3 separate regions of the Mus musculus genome follow, and regions 1 and 3 are each linked to region 2. A link is a contact called in public ChIA-PET and Hi-C data. All regions are on one chromosome and are shown on one strand. Each heading gives the region's core, a stretch centred on a gene start, on an enhancer-like site or on the middle of the called end of the contact. The rest is flanking DNA. Distances are from core to core; before and after follow the strand shown. Region 1 overlaps Slc22a23 (solute carrier family 22, member 23). Region 2 overlaps Gm40908 (a long non-coding RNA gene). Region 3 overlaps Pxdc1 (PX domain containing 1).

Region 1 (4,014 bases), core at 1,367-3,866, 170 kb before region 2:
TTTCTGTGGCCACAAAAGCACCCTTTGCTCCGGGAATCATCAAAGGTTCCGCAGAGAGGAAATGAAAACACAGCGCCAAGTGCAGAGCGCCCGATTTTCCCCTCCTTGTGTTCCATGAAGGCAGTTCAAAGGCCCTGCCTGCCTGCGCTGCTGTGCTGTTCACTCCATCACACTGAGGCAGAATAAAAAGGGAATTTATGTGGACGCATGTGGGAAGGGAAAGGAACCCCTCTTCTCAAAATCTGACTAAAACTTTTTTTCCAGTTTAGAACTCCGGTCAAATTAACAGCATGTGTTGCAAAGGCTGCTGAAATAGTTAATATTCCCTTCACATAAAGATAATAAAAATTAAAGTAACGATGAACAAAGCTGAAGGCCTAAATGTACATGACCTTGGGTACAGCTTCATTCCTTTCCCCATGACCAGTCTAAGAACTGCAAAGCTCTTTACAATGAGCTCATCCTATCTTCCTGCATCCCTGCCTATGGGCTAGACTTTTACCTAACCAGCTGTAATCCTGTTTTGCCCAGCATCCCCAGGAACCCAGTGATAAGATAGTAACTTCAAACCCAACCAAGATCTTAAATCTGACTATTGATAAAACAATGCACTGGAGCTCTGAGGGAAGTGTATCCCCAAACTCTCAGATATGCCTCTCTTTCTTCTGAGTGCCTCTTTTTCTCTTTTGCTGGTTCTTAAGCCTCTACAAAAATACCTGAGCATGAGTTCTTAACAGCTTTTCCCTAAAGCAGGACTTTGAAAATACAAACAAAACAAGCTTGGTGCTGCTTAAGTAAAACTGCTTTCAGCAGCTTTTCCTGAACTGGGAGCGCTACTCTCACACCGGCCACTTTACAGAGAACGTCCACTGTCATCCCTCTTAGTAAGTCAGACAACCCTTTAGGTCAAAGCATAATGAATGGTTGCCTTAAAAATATGGCACATATTTTGTAAGTTAATATTTTAAAAATATAGAAAAGGAAGCGAGTCATGGTGAATGCCTGTAATCCCAGCACTGCACAGTTGAGGGGTGAGGATGCTGTAAACAAAAGCCCATTCCAAGCTACAGAGCTAGACCCTGTCTCTGAAATTGTATAACACAGACAGACAGACAGACAGACAGACAGACAGACACACACACACACACACACACACACACACACACATTCAACGTGCTGGTGGAGGTTGCAGGGAAGTGAGGACTATAGCTCAGTGGTAAAGCACTGGTTTGATACAATTAAAGCCCTGGGTCTACACCCCACCCCACCCCACCCCTAATCCCCAGTATCACAAATAAAATAAAATAAAATAAAATAAAATAAAATAAAATAAATATGGAGGAAATGGATGACTGGAATATTTACGACACTAAGGATCAATAATTTAGGGAATGAAGTAGAGCTGCTTTGAATATATGGAAACTTAAAAGTAGCTACTTCTGCTTTCTTCTGTACTTTTATAAGTTGGTTCATGATTAGTGATATTATGCTGGCCCAGGAGAATGTTTCTAGATTTTAAAGTGTTAGAACTCTTACCTCTTACACACACACACACACACACACACACACACACACAAACTTGGGGGGCTAAAAGGGGCAATTACAAAGCAAATTCATTCTCTCTCTCTCTCTCTCTCTCTCTCTCTCTCTCTCTCTGCACACCTCAGTGAGCCTGCTTTGCACTGCTAAGCTGGGGACTCCCCTTAGCCCAGTCTCTTTTCTCACCTAGAGTCCCATGCCTGCTGTGAGCCAAAGAAGCCCTCACCCACAGGTCCTGGGAGAGGAGGAGCAGCTGGTTGTCTCCATGGAGGAATCCTGCCTTCAGCAGAATAGTGTCACTCTCTGTCTTGTCACTGGGTGCACACACACTAGCTAAGGACAAACACATCTTGATGACTGCCTTCATCCTCTCCACCATCTGCATGAGTTCTCAGAGGTGAGAAAACTGACTCATTCAAGACAACTAGAGAGCAGTAGGCTTGGGTTAGGGACCAAATGATGGCTAGATCCAGCTCTTTATGAGCTGCTTACAAGAAGTCGTGCATGTGTGTGCATCCTTGGGTGCACGTAGGAGAGAAGCAGGTAATGAGCATGGTGATTTGTCATACATTGCCTTTGAGTGTGGACAACACAACATCAACCAAAAATACAACTGCACCTGGGCTATGTGTCTAGATGTCTAGGAAGCACATAGGAATGTGCTTTAGGGACCTGAAGGAAAAGTCATTATTGACATACCTTATAATCCAGTTTTCTTCTACCCAATAATAACAAACAATGGTTAATATAAAAAATTATCCTTCTGTACAAAGATGTGGATGAGTCACATTAAGTATAAATTATGACTCTTAAGAATGGTTGAAGTGGTAAAACTTTTGAGATATATATATATATATATATGTTTTGCAAAAGTTGAAAAGGATTGTAAGCTACTTAGCAAGACATACGACACAAGAACAAGGTAATATTCTGAGGCTGACAGGAATTACACCCTATGCTTAAAGTATTTCACATTAAATCACTAAACTGAATTAAAGCTGCCTTTGCCACAGTTACCCCTGACATACCAGGCATTTATTGCTTCATCCAAAGGACACTGTTCCGTGTCTTGCATCATTGGAAAACATGCTGCCCCTTCCTTGCCTCCCTGTTTACCAGCTTATCTGACTCACCAGTAGCTTCTGAGGGCATTCCTTCCTGGCTTGCTCAACCAGTTCTTCACCTGCACCCATGACTCCCCCACACTCTGGTCCCTAGGTGATCTCAACTATGTTCACAGCCTTCAGCTCCTACTTTATGCTGAGGACCCACATTCCTTGTTGCTGAGACTCTGAATTGTGAAGCACTTACTAAAACAAACCTGGAAGATGCTCTTAGGGAACCACCTTCCTAAAACACAAGCCATCATCTTCTCTTCTCACACTCCAAAAGAGAAAGAGTGGTCAGTAGCTCCAAACTCAGTAGGACTTGGAATCAAATTTTGAATCTCTCACACTTTGTGGGAAAACACATATGCATGTATGCATACCCATGCACACATCTATCCAGGTACAAGCAGATATGTGCTCATCTTTCTGTGTTCTTCTCAGACTTCAGATTCCACCTTGCCCAAGCCCTGGCCTTGATTTACCTCCTCTTCCTTACACAGATACTGCAGCAGGCTCCCAGTTCCTAGCTTGGCCTGCAATGTTGGCCTGCTTACATCTGCAACCTGAGTGATTCCTCTAAATCAAACATTGAAAGGGTTTCCTCTCTTGCTTGGGCTACTTTATTGACTTGCTATCCTAAGTTCATGGAGGACAGAATTTTTGTGTGGTGCCCCAGACTACTTCTCAGGTTTTGCTAGTCATGATCCAGACTCCAGACAGGTTCTAATGACCTTCGGTATCCAAAACACAGTAGGCTCCAGCCAAACTCTAATGATCCACAGTATCCAGAAGGCACTAGGCTCCTCTGGTCTTTAAGAACCTTCATTAGATAATGAACACGAAAGCCAAAGCTCACGAGTTTCTTTCTGGTGCTAATGCTCTTAGTGCAATCAGAATACATTCCTGATCTTCCCTTCTTAAACTCTGAGTGTCCTGGGAGACAGGAAATTGTGTGCCTATACAACCTCAGAGCCTAATGGTGCCTAGGGTTTAATATATACCCAAATTGACAAGTTACTATTTCCCTGGCCCTCAAATGTTTAACAAGGAAGGAATAAAGGAAGAAGTAGCTTTTACGTGAGTTGCCAAAAAAAAGAATTATTTGAAATAGAACAAATCTGACATGGCACAGTGATTTGAATAAGAGTCATTAACAGAGCAGTTCTATGGCATTATATAATTTAAAGTGTATGCCTCTCTTCTCAGGCAAATGAATGATTTAATTTCATTAACAGTTAAACTTGGCAAACCAGGTATGGTCTCACTTTCCCCGTATATGTTTGAATGTTTTCAAGAAGCCTGGAACTCTTTATTTGTTTTCAAAGGGATTGATTTATTCCATTATTTTACTTTCATTCTAGGGTGG
Region 2 (3,635 bases), core at 169-2,668:
GTCAGCACAGTGTAGAGTGGGAGGTACCCGACCCTCCAAGCTCAGTTTTTGTTCTAGTTGCCAGACTATGTCAGTATGTTTCCCCAGCCATTAGTGTGCATGAGAATCCCCTGCAGGACTTGCTGGAGTTTCTGACCTGCTAGGTCTGAATTTGGACAGTTTCCAAGTGGTGACTCTATTGCAGCTGCTCTGTTTTAAATAACTGCATAAGCAGCCAGCCTGGCAGGGAGGCCCCCACTGTCTGTGACCAAGAGTTGAAGCTGGTCACCCCAGAATTCAGAACACAAAGATCCGTTCTGGGCCACAGAAAGTCTACCAGCTGCCTGAAAAAGACTGCCACTCACAGAGTAATGCCTTCTGGAAGAATTTGCTTGTTCTCAAGGTAGAGCCCTCCTCCCTGTGTCTAGATAAAGCAGAGATAGCAGGAGCTTTGGAAGCAGTCCTTGTCACAACCCTGCATTCATGATGTGATGTTTTTGTAACCTCCTTGACCACAGAACAGACCACTCATGAGGTTGCTGGGAGCTTCAGTCACATGCATCCAACCTCCCTAATAGCCTGGGTGGAGAACAATTGCAGAAGGTTTAAGGAGCATCAGCAACAAGGCCTTGGGTGTCTTTCTTTCGATCCCTGCCCTCTGGCCATGAAAGCAAAGAGGATTTTCTGGCAGACAGGAGAGAGAGAGAGAGGGAGAGAGAGAGAGAGAGAGAGAGAGAGAGAGAGAGAGAGAGAGAGAGAGAGAGAGCAAATTACAAAGACACGAGTTTTCTCTATGTTTCTCTCTGCTCTAAAAGGTTCCATCAAAACCCTTGACAGCTACTTGGGAGCAGGACACAGGACACAGGGCAGCCATACTCCCCAGCTTGCTGGGAGATGATTGGGAACATGAGACAGATGGGGTTTTAGATAACTGTTCCAACTGCAGACATTTCATTATTTCTTTGTGTTGGGAGCACTCAAAATCCTGTGAGACAGTCCAGCAGGTAAAGGTGTCTGCCTGGAGCCCGAGGACTTGAGGTGGATCACCAGGACCCACAGGGAGGAAGGAGAGAACTGACTCCTACACTTTACCCTCTGACCTCCACACATACACTAGAGCTTCCCATCTCTATCACATTCACAAAATGCACAGTAAAAAATGTCAGTGGACAAGTGATTAAAGTCATCTCTATCTCTCCTTGTCTCTCCATCTTTCCCCCTCTGTCTGTCTCTGTCTGTCTCTCTGTCTCTCTGTCTCTGTCTGTCTCTCTGTCTCTTTGTCCCTGTCTCTGTCTCTGTCTCTCTCTCTCTTTCTCTCTCTCTCTCTCTCTCTCTCCACCCTTGGTTGGAACTCTGATCATCAGTCTTAGCCATGAACCTCCCTTACACATTCAGTCACATCTCTGGCTGCCGGTTGTTTTGAAATACTCAAGTTAATTATTGTCAACCACTGTTGCAACTGAGTTCTAGTGGGCTGGACCTTACCCTCCACTCAGGTGATCTCCTTGTGTCTATGCTCTTTCCTTCCTTCCAATACCCTTACCAAGTCTTACGCACCGCTGTCCCATTCTATTTTCTTGATGTTCATCTGTCAGATTCCACATGTAGCTGGGAACATTCTTGTCTTTATGTGCCTGACTTATTTCACAGAATCATTTCGTTTTTAACAAATGGACACCAGGGCTGGGTTTTGGAAGGCCCTTCTCTGAGGACAGTTTGTCCACTACATCAGTGGGCATGTTGCCTCTGAGAAAGCACTACTGACCAGGAACCCATGCCCAAGGCAGCAGTCCTATTCAATACATACAAATCCCCCAACTATGTTAGATGTCTTGCCCCAAGAGATGTCATTGTGTCACTTTTGAAGACCAAATGATGTTTAATACATGGCAACTGGAGCTCTAGGGCAGCTCCAAAAGTCAGAAGGGGGTCTCAAGCCCTTGATAGCATGGAAGGAGATCTTTGCTTTGAAAAATGAGAGCTGGCCCCATAGAGTAGTCTCAACTTTTCATTAGCACAGAGGGGAAGCTCTTCAATGTCCTTCTAGAAGGACCGCCTTCCCCACTTCCTTTTGCTTCTCTTTGCATCCTAAATAGAGCCTTTTGATAAGCTGTAAATAAGAAAATTGGATATTGAGGTTTCTCTATGCGAATATCTGAGCATTTTATTTTTTTAAAATGTAGATGTGTCTGAAATTAATGGCGTAAATATCATGAGCAACATTTATTTATGTATTTATGTATTTATGTATTTATTTATTTATTGGCAAGTGTAATTCTAGGCATGTGATGTATAAATAAAAAGAATGTTGAGCCTCCCTCCTCAGCCAAGAGTTAGGCAGACAAGAAACAGGAACAAGAAGTACTGGGACAAATGAAACAGGTAGCACAAGGTATGGGGTTTGGAAAGGCTGTGGTGTGCGTGTGTGTGTGTGTTTGTGTGTGTGTGTTTGTGTGTGTGTATTTGTGTGTGTGTGCATACATGTGTATGCTCATGCCTCTGTGTGTGTGTGTGTGTGTGTGTGTGTGTGTGTGTGTGTGTATGTGTATCTGTCTGTCTGGGACAGGCTGTTGCTGAATATCCCCGAGTCTCAGGTCTTTCTGGAGAAGAATTGCTGGTGAGTCTTTGTAAGTCAGAGATAAGGGTTAGGTGCCAGAACATAGAGCAGAAATGTTCCTGTGGTTTTGGCGAACACGAGAAGAGGGCGAAGGCTAAAGGTGGAATTACAGGCCAAAAATGTAAATTAAAACCAACTGACACCTGGTAGTCTGAATTTCTTTCCCTCTGTCTCTCTTGGAGCCTGGAGCTGTATAACGGCAGTGACTGTCTTCCTAGAACCTTATCCTGTGCTGGAGAGGGAAGACATGGTGGCCAATGTTTGTGTGTGTGTGTGTGTGTGTGTGTGTGTGTGTGTGTGTGTGTGTGTGTGTGTGTAGGGGAAGGATATCTTTGTACATTCAGTGTGGATTTCTTGTGGTTCTGGGGCTAGGACCCAGAGCCCTGTGACTGCTAGCCAAGAACCCTACCACTAGGTTAAACCTCAACCTGATCTGATGTTGACATACACAGTCACCAGCTCTCTGGCCCCACCCCTGCTGAGTGGGAAGTTAGCCATGAGGAGTGTTGTGAGGGGTGCATGTTCTCTGGCTGTCCAGAGAACACAGCTGCTTTCTCCTGAATTATCCACAGCTCACAGAGGCACACATGTCAACACCATTAACAGCAATGTGGAAGGTGACTTTACATGTGATATAGAGCCCACAGGGGCCATGGAAAGCAGGAGCTGTTCTGTCAAATTCCAATTACCATGATCATTAATGTCACCACAGGTGACAAACAGGGTCATGTAGCTCTACCCCTGCTGTGTCTAACTTGAAATATATGCTTAAAAAATTTCCCTCAGTGCCAGAAAATTCCATAGAGCTATTTGGTGGGTTACACACTGTTAGAAAAATGATCTTTAGTTCAATAGTGCAGGGAATTCTTTAGAGACATCTGGTAATGCTTGAAACAGGGACTGTGAGGGTTGCCCAAAAGAAGTTCAAACGGAGGTTGGACAGTGATGGAAATCCCTTCTTTACTGATCCCTGGTTTGGAGCTTAATTTTCATCCAGAGAGATACTCCTGAGATAGAGTTAGAATATCAGATTTTTTTT
Region 3 (3,858 bases), core at 945-3,444, 170 kb after region 2:
GTGCTAAAGTCGGGTCTCAGGATGGAGGTGGGGTGGGGCTGGGGTTGAGAGTCATCATCTACCTTTCTCATCCCTAGGCAGGGGATAAAATGAACCACATATTTTTTTACACAAACATCCTCTCTAGATCAAAGTAGAACAATAGATTTTTATTTAATTAAAATAGATTAAAAACAGACTGTGTAAAAGAATTAGAATTCTCAATAATTTACTATTATTTACATTAGCAAGTGCTGGTCGTTAGTAGACACAGTGAGGACATGAGCTTGCAGGACCCAGACCTTCTGTGGTCTAAGCTGTAAGCATCCCTTCCTTCCTTCCCATCCCTTCCTTTCTGATCCATCCTGGCACTTGTGCCATTGAGGTCAGCAGGGGAAGGACTTCGAGCACCCTAGGCAGTGGTGACCGCATCACCGCCTGGCAGAAGAGCTGACAGGTGCTGGCAGTGAGGAGGACGCTCTCTTCCCTGGAAGAAAACTTTATATCAGGTTCATATGCACAGGACCATGAATGCTTTCCCCTCGCCGAAGCTAGCAATCTTCTCCAGGCTTGATGTTGTGTAAACGCTCCTTCCGGCTCATCCCAAACCCAGATTCCAGGGAGCAGATGTAAAGAAAAAAAAAAGAGCCACACATCCTTCTTAGGGAGGTCCTGAATCACTTAATATCCCCCGTCCACGAGGTCCAGAACTTGGTAACTTAGCAAAAATCCTCTTGAAATACTTTGTGTGTGCCTTTGACACACAAGAGAAAAGTGGGGAGTCAGGGCCATGTGACCAAGAGGAATGTTCCCTAAGTCGGCAGTGAGACAAGAAGAAGCATGGCCTGGCATCCCAGAAGAGGCGGGCTGGAGGGGCTGAGAGCAGGAAGAAGGCCCCTCGGTGCTGCCTATGGTCATCGGGATCCCGTGTGCCTCTGCTTTCTAAATACCCAGGCCTGCTGAACCTCAGGACCCTAGGAGGTCCAGGCTGAGCAGTAGCTTTGGCCCTTGGAGGAGCACAGTAGACAGCATGAGGACATGCAGTCGAGGTTGGAGGCAGAGAAGGCCCGATGGAGAGGCTCAGTCCAAAATGTCCGTCTCAAACGGAACCAAATGGTAATAGGACAAGTTGGTGACATAAGCCTCTGGGTCGTCACCATCTTCCAGCTCTGAGGTGAACTCACCACCATTCTCAAACCTGAAAGAGACGACAGAGGTGAAGGCCACTGTATGGGACCCTAGCGAGAAGAAAGAGAGGACAAGAGGCAGCCAGGGCAGTGCCAAGATACTGAGGGCTCCAGGTTCTATGGAAGGGGACAAGGGACATTAAGGAGATAAGGTCCTTTCCAGGCTCGCAGCAGACACGTGGGAAGAACCATGAACACACAAACTAGTTTAAATGGGTGGTACCGCCCAGGCAGCGCTTTTGAGCTTTGCTGACTTGGCGATTACTTTCTGCATCTGTAAGGTAGTGGGGCCTTTATGCTTTCTTTATTCACAGTGATATTCTGGCTCCCGTTCTGTGTCAGCTCAAAGATTAACAGTGGACAGGCGGGTATAGGTGATGTGGTCCCAGGAGCTTGCAAGGAGCCAGGGAGGGACACTACAGGAGGCTCCCTATGGTCATGGAGGCAGGCTCTACCTCCCTATGGTCCTGGAGGCAGGCTCTACCTAGTGGCCAAGCCTAGTTTGACCCAGGATGACTTGGGCTCTGAAGGATGAAAGTTGTGGTTTCTTGGGGACCTCTGGCTGGCAGGGATAGCACGCTGGTGCACACTGAATGAGTGTTAAGGGAAGGAAAGCCCTTCGGCTTTGTGTGAGATGGAGCTGGCCAGAGACTGTCATGGTAGAGGAGTCAGATGGAGACCTTTTCACATCACCAGCTGCTACAGGGCCTAGGTCTGCTTGCCTCCACAACATACCCAGGGACCCCGTTCTGTCCCCAGGAACACCTAGCAACAAAGCCAGACCTCCCAACTGGCAGGCACTCTCCAGCACAGTCTAGCCAGAAGTTCCATTGCAGAGGAGGGTAGAATGCAGGCCACAATGAGTGGCCTTTGGCTGTCCAGCCATCAGTAGTCAAAGCTCCTGAGTCATCACAGACTAGGGTTCTAACTGGTCACCCATCAACTTGTGAGACAAACATATGTGTCCCAGTCCCGGTCCAGGAAGTCTAGAAGCATCTGGATTCTGGATCCTGGACCAGAGTACAGTGTTTTACACCTCAGAGCCAACACAAACTATCTCCTGGAGTTTTGCAACTTCTGAATGCCCCTCACATCTAGTGATTGGGTGACTCTTCCTCCCCTAGATCAATTAACCAAACTCTCGCCAGACGATGGCATGAACATTTAAAACACCCAAACTGGCAGGGCCTGCTGCTGTTCTCAACCTGTGGCTCACGACCCCTTTGGAGGTCAAATGATTCTTTCATAGGGGTCGCATATCAGATATCCTACATAATAGTAGCAAAATTGTAGTTATGAATTAGCAATGAAAATAATATTCTGGTTGGAGTCACGAGGAGCTGTATTAAACATGAAGAACTGTATTGAAGGGTTGCAGAACTGACAAGCTTGGGAACCACTGCTGTAGAGCATTGCACATACCACCAGCTTTCGACCCCTTGTAGGAAAACGCATTAGAGGACGTGCACTCACAAATGCTCTGTGGAATCCGCATCCAGGAGCTGGTCCTTCCCGTTGGGTATGCTGTGGTCAATGACTATGGTCTCTGTGTTTGCCAAACAAAATCCATTGGACCTCATGATTTCTGAAAACCAAAGCCATGAGGTAAGTACTCAGGAGAGGTCAGTGTTTGAGGTTAAAGTTTCAGGATTTATCATCGATCGACAGCTCTCAGCCTGGGTAAGCGATGTTTCCCTGTGCGGTGCACAGTTACCAATGCAAACTCATAACTGATCAGAGTGCTGAGGAGTAGTGACTGCTACAGGCTCAGGTCTACACAGGACATCTACAATCACCCCCTCTGAGGTTCAGGGGACATTGTGGAAGAAGGGGCAGAAAGAATGTAAGAGGTGGAGGGTGGGGAGGAGGACTGTGAATTGCCGTCTTCTGGACTTGACATAGCGGCTGTACCCAAGAGCTCACAGCAACACTGTCTTCTGCACAAGACTGGGCCCAGTGACAGTCTGTCGTGGACAGAAGATGGGCTTATAAGGTCCCACCTTTTCCTGGGGAGCTATGGGGGCCATGAAAGGGCAAGTAACATTTCTCGACAGTGTAGACACAGTCAAGTTGCCCTTGTTCAATAAATAACCTCCTACCCATGGTCACAATAGCAATTCTAAATATAGTGCATCATTAAAAAAATAAAATTAAAAGGCATGAGAATAGGAGGGTGAACTTGTAAAGAAAGGGTGTGTGTGTGTATGTGTATGAAATTATAAAATAAAATTTTAGAGCTGAAGTTTATATCAGTCTCCCCCTCCCCCATCACCCACTGTCTCCAGCTCTCTCTCCCGATACCCAGAGAATCCTTCTAGTGTTCAGACAGGAAGATGGAGATGCTGACACCAGTACCACAGGAGCAGTGTATCTCTCCCTGAAACAAGATCCTCTGGTATCTGAGCACCTCCACGTGTGCCCTGCCTGTGGGTTTACAGTGGAGGCTGGAGGGAAGTAGATGGAGGACTGGGCACAAGTCTGAGGCAGGCTCTATCCACCATTGTGACATGTGACATCACACCGTTTCCCTGCCCTTTCTGAGCTCTACCCTGTGGCTGAGACAGGGCTGACAGAATCTGCATCCTGGGTGGTGCTAAGAATTGCATTGGATGAGATCAGATTGTGTTTTAAATGAGTGGCTCACTGACTTTGTATCATGAAACTGTATATATATTTCTATTTTCCCCCAGTA

Evidence for each region. A called contact is a pair of places that touch in the nucleus more often than the background predicts. ChIA-PET counts read pairs in DNA pulled down with a chosen protein or histone mark.
Region 1: a Hi-C map of liver shows a contact between it and region 2, with 4 times the contacts expected there. The contact joins two enhancer-like sites. A contact is called at or near these places in 7 of 484 Hi-C or Micro-C datasets (liver and nephron progenitors) and 3 of 115 datasets of contacts at active chromatin or transcription factors (liver, pancreatic cancer cells and stem cell-derived neural progenitor cells).
Region 3: a contact with region 2 is called in an H3K27ac ChIA-PET map of liver, with 6 times the contacts expected there. The contact joins two enhancer-like sites. A contact is called at or near these places in 17 of 484 Hi-C or Micro-C datasets (cerebral cortex, cumulus cells, embryonic stem cells and 4 more), 6 of 115 datasets of contacts at active chromatin or transcription factors (astrocytes, bone marrow-derived dendritic cells, embryonic stem cells and 2 more) and 1 of 9 other capture datasets (embryonic stem cells).

Annotation. Positions count from the first base shown.
Region 1 is chr13:34,287,890-34,291,903 of GRCm38.p6, forward strand. All of the region lies in intron 3 of Slc22a23 (solute carrier family 22, member 23), which reads right to left. Among named protein-coding and RNA genes, the nearest start is that of Slc22a23, 55 kb to the right of the region's middle. RefSeq lists an enhancer at 1-2,604. Within about 2 kb of position 2,617, at least 31 of the 459 cell types and tissues checked have an H3K27ac peak or open chromatin away from gene starts, as enhancers often do. A contact at or near this core is called in liver, where this site is marked.
Region 2 is chr13:34,462,968-34,466,602 of GRCm38.p6, forward strand. The region is part of intron 2 of Gm40908 (a long non-coding RNA gene); the gene reads right to left. Among named protein-coding and RNA genes, the nearest start is that of Gm40908, 17 kb to the right of the region's middle. Within about 2 kb of position 1,419, at least 40 of the 459 cell types and tissues checked have an H3K27ac peak or open chromatin away from gene starts, as enhancers often do. A contact at or near this core is called in hepatocytes and liver, where this site is marked.
Region 3 is chr13:34,627,712-34,631,569 of GRCm38.p6, forward strand. It overlaps Pxdc1 (PX domain containing 1), which reads right to left. Exons shown (of 5, transcript NM_025831.3): 4 at 2,640-2,751; 5 at 130-1,177. The coding sequence ends at 1,060. Among named protein-coding and RNA genes, the nearest start is that of Pxdc1, 23 kb to the right of the region's middle. Within about 2 kb of position 2,195, at least 6 of the 459 cell types and tissues checked have an H3K27ac peak or open chromatin away from gene starts, as enhancers often do. A contact at or near this core is called in hepatocytes and liver, where this site is marked.